2 separate regions of the Manis pentadactyla genome follow, and region 1 is linked to region 2. A link is a contact called in public Hi-C data. All regions are on one chromosome and are shown on one strand. Each heading gives the region's core, a stretch centred on a gene start, on an enhancer-like site or on the middle of the called end of the contact. The rest is flanking DNA. Distances are from core to core; before and after follow the strand shown. Region 1 holds the start of ARHGAP18 (Rho GTPase activating protein 18). Region 2 holds the start of L3MBTL3 (L3MBTL histone methyl-lysine binding protein 3).

Region 1 (4,602 bases), core at 407-2,906, 220 kb after region 2:
GGAGAAGCACAGAGTAGGGGAGCCGGGAAGGGCTCTGGATTCCAGAGGCACACTGCTAGCCCCTGAGTCTTAAAGGGAGCACAGAAGGTTGTCAGAGAATGGAAGGAAGGGGGGCAGGGGAGAGAAGGAAAGAAAGCAATTTCCTGGCCTAGAGGACTGGATCAGTGGGCTCAGGCACCACCTGGTAAGGATTCAAGAAACACCTGGCTCCCAACTCGCCCATGTTTTCTGTATAGACGCTCACAGGCCCAGCTTTCAGGCTATGGCTCTATTTCAGTCGTGAAAGTCCCTTGGATTCACCCCTCACAGACTTAGCAAAAATGACTAGCTAGAAGGTTTTCAAAATGAAATAATTTTGTTATCTGCAAACCATGAAGAGTCAATGTCCTTGGTTTTGATAGTATCAGAGAGAATATGCTCTGCATGGGGCTCAATTTGCCAAAGAGTAACGTAGAAGAGACACCCACATACACAAAACAACACAAAAATGAAAATCATATTTAAAAGCCAATTTGCTTATGCACTGGATACTTATGTGACAAAAAATTAGTGTATCCCTATTTTCAAATACTTGGCCAGCCCAAAATGAAAGCTGAGAAGATCAAAAATCAGAATTTAGGTCCCTATCAAATTCAAGAACTTCAGCCTTTCTGTAAGTGCTATTTACAGATTATCTGCTAAGTCCATAGTTGATTCTCACACAAGCATTTACAGAGCACTTGCCATTTATCAACCCGAGAAAGGATTTGGATTTAGAGTCGTGAGTTAAGGACCATTCTTTGCTTTCACTGAGTCTGACATCTGAAAGATTTAAATTTCAAAATGTGTAAGTTAACATTTAAATTTCAAAACTTGCACAATTACTTTGTAAAATACTTGTTTTTACTTAAAGTCATTGTCTATAGGGAGATTTTGCTTGTAAGAGATCAACTAATTCGTGGCTCACTGCCTGGGCTTTCAAACACAGGCAGTTTCATACCTAATTCTTGAGGGACAATGCTCTGCTAGGCTTAAAACCCTTTCCCTGCCTACCCTACGTACTTGACCCCAGAAGCAATTTACTTGTGCAGGGAGGGAGTTAAAGACTAAATACTACTAATGGCTTACAAACTTCTCTATCTGCCTATCAATCAAAATATTTGCTAAGTGCACGGGAAGGTGTCCTTTCTTCATGCTTTGTTTTTCTGTGGGGGGAGAAGGGGTGCGGAGGAGGTCATCTCCATGTCCAAGACTTTGCCTCCCCTAAGTCTAACCCTGTACCCACTTGTCCATCCTCCGTTTCTCAAATCAGGAAAGGAAGTCGGGGCGAAAGGCCCTTGTCGGAGCGGCCGGGAGGCCGAGCATGCTCAGTAGCTGGGCCGCCCTGGCACTAGGCTCGGGCAACGTCGGGGCTCGCGCTGCAGCTGACCCTCGTTCCTGGAAAGCGGACCTCCGCCGGGTGACGTGCGGCTTTGGGCTTCTCAGCTGCAGCCGCGCAGCGCGGGCTCCCGAGAGTCCGCCAGCCACGCCGCTCTGCCTGCGGGTGCCCGCGCCTCAGTCCCGTGCTTCTAGCAGCTGCCGGATGATTGAGCAGAAAGGATAAGCTTGTTTTAAACGTGACGGGCGAGCGAGCGCCACCTCTGAGTCAGAGGAGGTGTGTCACGCAAGAAGGGGCCCTGGGAAGATTTTTGCAGCAGCTCAAATCAGCGCTCGCTTCTTGGCTTCTGGTCACCCTGGCATTCTCAGCTTTTGACCTGCACAAGATGGTTACAGTAGTAATGAAGCTGGTGCACCACTTTCACCTCAGGTAAGGAGAGCACCCTGCATGCTTCTCTTTTTACGAGCTCTCACTGTCTCTGAAACCCAAGGCTGGGAAAGGTCTTTTAACTGCTAGCCTTGTTCTCACATTACAAGTTTGTTTTTAACAACACGGAAAGGCCTTCCTGTGTGATTTTAAAAAGTTCTTTCAGGTTGAGGTTGAAAATAAGCATTCGTGTTCATTTTCGCCACTGTTATTCTTGACACTGTCCCAGACTTCCTTGGTAAAATTTAGATCTCTGTGTGCATGATGAGATTAAAAGGACTTTTTGAGAAAAAGATTCCTGGCATATTTTGGGGCATGGCACTTTCATGCTGTATTGGTGAATGGGTTCCATAATTGTAGCCTTTCCCAGATGATTGACTTCAGTTCCACCCAAGAGAGGATAATATTAAAATTCAACATCAGCATTGAACTTGAGCTGACTAGAGAGGAAACCTTCATACTGAGCTTAAGTGTTCAGGGTTTACTCATGAGAAATAAATAGGGGCCCACAAATTTAAAGAAGAACAACAAATTAGCATCCTTTATATTCTTTTGGGTGGTGAACAGAATAGTTTCTCCACAGAGGCATCAGTTTAAAAATAGATGTATTAAATATGTAGCTTTGTGGTTGCATATTAACATTTTTGATGGAAACCGTGTAGTCAACACCTTGAATGGTTCTTCACATACAAGAAAAAAAGTGACAGAGGTTTTCATAACATAAACCCAGAGCATTCAGATAAAAGTATTTCACTCTGTGCTACCAAAAAAAAAAAAACTACCCAAAATGTCATGTATAATAGCTACAGTTTCAATTACTATTAATTTGGCTGGAGGTTTTGAGAGGATCACTTTTCCCAGTAAGTCCCAAGTTCATAAGCAATAGTAGGTCTACAAATAGTGCCTACCATTTAGCAATTATAATCAAATGGGCACAGAAATGTTATCTTTCTAATGTGGCATCAGAATTCTTTATTTCTGCTTAATCTAAAGATAAATTTATTAATTCATTTAAAATACTTATTTAAGACAGCAAAGGACTTTTTTCTTATCAAAACTAAAACAAAATTGCAGATTTTGTAGTGATAAAGAAGAATGAAAGAAAAGAAAATACTTTGATGTTAAGTGGTATATACTTGACTGCAAAAAAAGTTGGAATTTCTGGATAGATTATTGCTTTTGAAGCCTTCTTTTTAACATAGTGTTTGTGATGGCATTCCCATGTGGACCCATTTAGGAACAAGTGACCAGCCCCTCGTAAGAAAGGGTAAGGGATCAAACTCATGTGGAGCTAAAAATTCCTATTTCTAGTTTATTTTGCAGGGGCCAGAACCCAACTGCATTCAGTTCAACAAGTTTTGTTCTACATAAGGGGCAAGTCTCATTACTAGCCCGGGAACTGTGGGAAATCTCTTCCTTCCTTTTTTGGTGTAAATATCCTGGCTTTATACATTCAGAGCACCCCAAGTTCTGAGCTCTCAGCTGACCTGTAGCAAGACAAAAGCTGCCCTAGGAAACTGGTGTTAAGAGTCTGGCCTCTGACCTTTTCCTGTTGCACTAATTGAGCTCAAAGATGCCCAACCCAGGTGTCCCTCTTGGAGTTAACATAAGCACCCTTTTCAGAAGCTCCCAATGTCCGCAGGACTTCCCTGAGGAAAAACTCTTCTGAGGCCTGTGTCTCCTTGTTCTAGATCCCTTTCTGTGGAATAGTTTCCAGGAGGTGCCCCCACCCTGCAAACCCCCTAACAGTAGCACTCACTCCTGTTCTAGTTGGACATAAATTTTCTAATGCTAAGAACTGCAGTCAGTAATCACCTAGGGTAGTGCCTTAACGAGCAGTCAGAAGAAAACAGGAAAACAATTATTCCCACATTTGGATATTGAGGAATAGGGAGTCAATTCTGTTCAGCTTTTCTCTCCCCACATCCAATTATGACAAAGGATGAGAAGTAAAACTCTGTTCCAGGGCAGGTCATTTCTCTGTTTAAGAGGTGAGAGTGGTGGTGGCGCCATCCCATCCTCTCTGTCATTAACTTGAGCAGTCCCACCACCTGCCATTGGTGTCTCTTCTATATCAGAAAAATAATTGTGGTTTGCAAGTTACTTGAGTTAGTCTGAAGCCAATGCTTGAAATACAATGAATTTCATTTTTCTTTTTAATAATCAAATAGTGCTAGAACTTCAGTCCTAATATGTATATTTTCTCCTGCCTTTTTTCTTTCTAAAGGAAGAATTTATTTTGGATGTAGACTCCACTAGTATTTAGGATTAGAAGCTGTGGATTGGTTTTATTCTTAAAGCCTAGATCAGGATATATTGCAAGTATTTTCAATAGACACCCCACATGAGCAGAAATATTCTTATTCTAATAATAAAATATAGAACTTTCTCAGCTATCCTCCCTCAGATTTTTCATAGCACTCTAAAAAGAACTAATCAATTATGTATCTCATGAAAGGGGTTAGTCCTAGTCACTGACTGCTTTTGATTTGATAAATGAGTTTTTCATTACTTAGAATGACTCCTAGCTTTGATTTTAGCAATTTAAGGGAAGGATAGTTGTACCTGGACAGAACTATAAATACTCAATAATAACTGGAGATTAGGCAAGAAGCCAGAAATATCAAACTAGTTTGAGAGGTGATATATTCATGTCCAAAATTCCAGGGATTCTGTCTTCAAGGACATAATTAAGTTAGCTTTTAGCCCAGCGAGCAACTATCAGATTGTCACTGCTAGGAATTCAGTTTGGGAATACAGCATACCTAAAGTTTGAGGATAAGCCTGGTATTGTCTCGCTGTGACTTTGTTTTCTGAGG
Region 2 (4,270 bases), core at 840-3,339:
CGGGGTGGGGGGGCGGGGTGGGGAGAAGGGAAACCGAAGTAACGTTTACCTTCTCCCGTGGAAGGGTGGGGTGCGGGCCACGGTCTTCGCGACCCCGGCAGGCGGCTGGTTACCCACACCTCTCACCAAGCGCAGACGGACAAACAGATACCCCCACCCTCCGCGGGGAAGGCTGGGAGGAAACCACCCGCTTTTAAACTTTCTCTCACGGTCGCGCTGTGGGCCGTGCTTTGCCCAGAAAGGGTTGGGGTGTGTGTGGGGGAGATCAAAGGGCCTTTTTCTTTAGAGGTAATTAAAGTTTTACCACCAGCACAGAAGTTGCGCCTTCCCCCACTCTCGTACCCCTTTGCCCCCTCCAACCGCAGGCTCACAAGTTTTCCTCCTTCACCCCCCACCCAACCCAGCTCGCGGGGCGCACGGCGGATGCCTCGGCTACTGCGCTTCCCGATCCCCACCCCCGCCGGCCTCTACTTCCCCTCGTCGGGCCGCCACGGCGCGAGGACGGCCCGCCGGGCCCAGGACGCGAGTGTGCAAAACCCATTATTCCGGAATGGCACACGCACGCGGCGCGAGGCGGCCGGCGGCCCCGCCTCGGACCCCTCTTTGCCTCCCCAGTATAAGGACGGTGTAAACAAGTTGCAGGAAAAGCAGCCCTGCGCCCCCCCCCAACCCCGCCCGGCGCCCCAGCGCGGCGGCCGCTGCCGCCCGCCGCTAACGCCGCCGCCGCCTCGCGACACACGCCCGCGCCCGCACCCTGGCCGGCGCGGCGCGGCACGGCGCGGGGCTAACGCCGCGACGGCGCGGGCTCCCGGCCCGGCCCGTGGCCCGCGCCCTCCCCCGCGCGGACGGCCGCAGCGGGCCCGCGCTGCCTTGCTTCCCGAAGCACTTTCCTGCCTCGGGCAGAAATAAACCGGAGGGTTTATTTTTGTGCAACTTTCCCAAAATGGCGGAAATTGGAGCTGATCTATATGAAATTCTCACACAGTCGGTCAGGAAGGGGGAGGCGGCGAGGAAGAAAACGCAAACTCTCGGCCGCCGAGCCCCGCCGCGGGTCCGTGAGTGTGTGCGTGCGTGTGAGTGTGCGTGTGCGCGGTGGGAGTCGGGGAGGCCTTTCCGCCGCGCACACACACAGCACACGCCGGGGAGACGCGCCTGCACATTCAACCAGTCCATTCTCCGCAGCCCGAGCGGGGAGAAAGTGGCCCGGCCTCTTTTCCCACTGCCTCGGTCTCCCGTACTTGTACTTCTCGCGCTCGCTCGCTCGCTCGCTCGCTCTCCGGTGCGCGCCCGGCACAAAGGCCACACGGGCGGAGGGGGCCGCAGGGGCGGCGCGCGGGGCTCGCGCCTCCCGCCGCACCGATCCGCGGCCCCGGCCGCCCCCGCGCCTCCCGCCGGCGCCCCCCGCCTCGGCGGCCGCGCTCGCCGCCCAGGCTGCAGCGCCGCGGCGCCCACTCGGGCACGCACCCCGGCGGAGCCCGGCGCCGCCGCGCTCCCCCAACCCGCGCCCGGTGTCATGAAAGCGACCAAAGTGACAAGCCCGGGGGGCGCGGGGGAGGGGGGCCCACACGCATCCCGCCGCCTGCGCGCCGGCGAGAGCCCGACGCGGCCGCCTCGCCCGGCTCCCTTCCGCACGGCCCCCCACACCCTTCCCCGTGTGCGCGCAAAGAAAAAATACAAGTCTCTCCTCCCCCCATTTTTTCCTTTCTCTTTTCTCTCTCTTTTGTTCCTCTTTCACACTCGCACTCACTACTTCAGAGTGAGATGCCCAGAGACTCCCTCTCCAGCCATTTCCGAGTCACTTGCCCACTTTTTTCCCCGGGATTAAGTTTTCTCCTCTTTCCCAGAGGCGCAGAGAAGTGGGGGAGAAACCCCTTCTGTCCTTTCCCCTCCCCTGATCTGTTTCACAAGACGAGGGTGCGCTTCCTTCTCTCTGTAGGTCTCTTAACTTTCATCCTCACCCAGAAAAATTAATGAATGGCTTTTGCACGGACAAATGTTCTGATTAATTAGAGATTAGATCCGATCAACCGCTTCTTACCCCCAAATTTTCTTTTTTTTTTCTCCGTCTCACGAGTAGTCCTGACAAATGGTCCAGGGCTGCGGGCGCAGTGCGCATGTGCGCGTAGAGTCAGGGCTGGGGAGAGGGGAAACTGCGCTGGTGCCGGTGCCGCCGCCGCCGCCGCGGCTGCCGGGGAGGCTCGCTCTGGCTTCCCTGTTACTGCTGCTGCGCCTTCGCCGCTGGAAAGCAGCAATAAAGCCGGTTGGCAAATGCAGCTGCCCTCAGATACTGTTTCAGGTGCATCTTTTCAATATCCTTGTCACCGGCTCAGAGCTGGTTCAGGAACAGTCAAACAAATAGGAGAGACGGCTAAGGTTATAGATTTCTTTGTCTATTTTTCACTTTACTTTTTTTAAAAGGCAATTCTCAGAGCAGCTAATCCACCACGTACTGTTAAATGTATGCATTCGGCCATTAAAAAGCGGGCCCTCGTCTTATACAAACATTACCCAAGGGCTAAATGCATGCTACAGGTCATGAAAAATAAGAAATAAAGTTTTAAGCTTTTACGCAGTAGAACCTCCCCCACCTTTAGGACTGGAAGAATGCATAATAAAGTGTGCGTGTAAAACTTGCGCGTTCTTTCCGTTCCTTCAGTGTGGGTCTCTACGGACAGCTTAAAAATGTTAGGCCTCTATTGTGAAATATGTTGGGATTCGTACATCAACTTGGAAATCAGTGTTACCGTGCGTGGGCAATAAGCAGGTCGAGGACTATCCTCTTAATGTATTCAGTCAAGATGGCTGAGCGGTCCTAAATAGCAAAACCTGTCTTTGTTAAGGCGTCAAAACTAGATCAAGAGAGAGTATTGTATTTCGGTATTGACAGGTTTCTACTTACTGACTTCAAGCCTCTTTTTGGGTAGCTCATCATTCTCCTTTTCTAGTAGATACAAGTACTTACAAAATAATTCAATTAATTGAAGTTGCCATAAACATTTGAATGTCAATAACAGAGTTTGCTGTGAGAGAAAAAATCAGCCCGTTTGATTTCAGGAATGGCTGGAGCAAGTCTTAGAGGGGTGGGAAAAGCGAAGGACCCACCCCTCAAAGTGGACAATTTATTTTGCATCTAATAAAGGGTAAAGGGGGCCTTTTCCAAAATTACTGCCCCAGGCCTAGAATTGAAGTATATCATAAGATAGAAATTCTGCATTAAAATTATTTCTCCTAAATGTAGGTAATACTACTCTTGATTGGATTTTTTTTACTTAAGGAATGTTCCTGAACCAGTTTCAGAAAATAAACTGTTGTTTCCTTAGGACCATGAAATTACTCTAGAGAAGCAGACCACTCAACTACTTCTTCTGTTGGTATAGTGACCAAATTATCCAAACCAAAATCAGGACATATGGCTTGATACATACTCAGGACTAAGGAACAAGCCCAGTGAAGCTGCAGAGAGACCTTATGAAATGTGCTTCATATGGTGGGCAGCCATTGCTTTAGGGTGTGAGGTAGGGAAGGCTGAGTTAGTGAGGGCTGTAGATAATCTCAGACTGCCAGTTAACTATTGATTTCATGCACCACATCCAGCCTTTTCCCGAACTACCCCCAAACAGCCTAATTAAACTGATCAGAATTTCAACTTCTTTCCTTTACTCCCTAGGCCTTGAATAATAAGCAGTGAAATGGTCAAGGTAGACTGCAGGAGAAGGAAAGAAAGGCCATGAACTTTGTACAAAACTCAGACTTTACCTAAAAAAAAAAAAAAAACCACTAAAAAAACTAGATTTCTCTTTCTAAAAATCCTTTTTTAGATTCATTCTCTCTAGATAATTTATGGATGATAAATATATTTCACATATATTTTCAGAGATGTTGTTTCAACAGTCTGTAAACTTATATTAATGGGTACCTTGGACAAGGTGCTGGGAATAACAAAATAAAAACAAGGGCACAAGGAATTTAGTCTGGATAGGGGGAGTCTAGTGAATTGGGCATTGCATTATGGAATGGTAAATGTTGCAGTGGAGTATGCAGAGCAAGGATAATTGAGGGGCACCTATGTCAATAACAGGCTTTCTAGAAAAAATCATAGTTAGGCTGATTCTTGAAGGACAAGCATCCAGGATGTGTGTTTCCACCTTTCCTCTGGGAAGGTGATCTCATCAGAGAAAGCCTGAGTAAAGGTCCAAGGGTTCGGGGAGCAAGGCTTGCCTGGGACCTGTACACTGAGGTTTACTAACAAAAATAAGGATGAATTGAGGCT

What was found. A called contact is a pair of places that touch in the nucleus more often than the background predicts.
Region 1: a contact with region 2 is called in a Hi-C map of fibroblasts, with 2.1 times the contacts expected there. The contact joins the promoter of ARHGAP18 here to the promoter of L3MBTL3 in region 2. A contact is called at or near these places in 2 of 3 Hi-C or Micro-C datasets (fibroblasts and skin fibroblasts).

The regions. Positions count from the first base shown.
Region 1 is chr12:60,321,932-60,326,533 of mManPen7.hap1, forward strand. It overlaps ARHGAP18 (Rho GTPase activating protein 18), which reads left to right and starts at 1,657. Exons shown (of 15, transcript XM_036903824.2): 1 at 1,657-1,786. The coding sequence starts at 1,743. LOC130679818 (a long non-coding RNA gene) reads right to left here. Exons shown (of 3, transcript XR_008992771.1): 2 at 1-1,733.
Region 2 is chr12:60,103,199-60,107,468 of mManPen7.hap1, forward strand. It overlaps L3MBTL3 (L3MBTL histone methyl-lysine binding protein 3), which reads right to left and starts at 2,090. Exons shown (of 23, transcript XM_036903816.2): 1 at 2,039-2,090.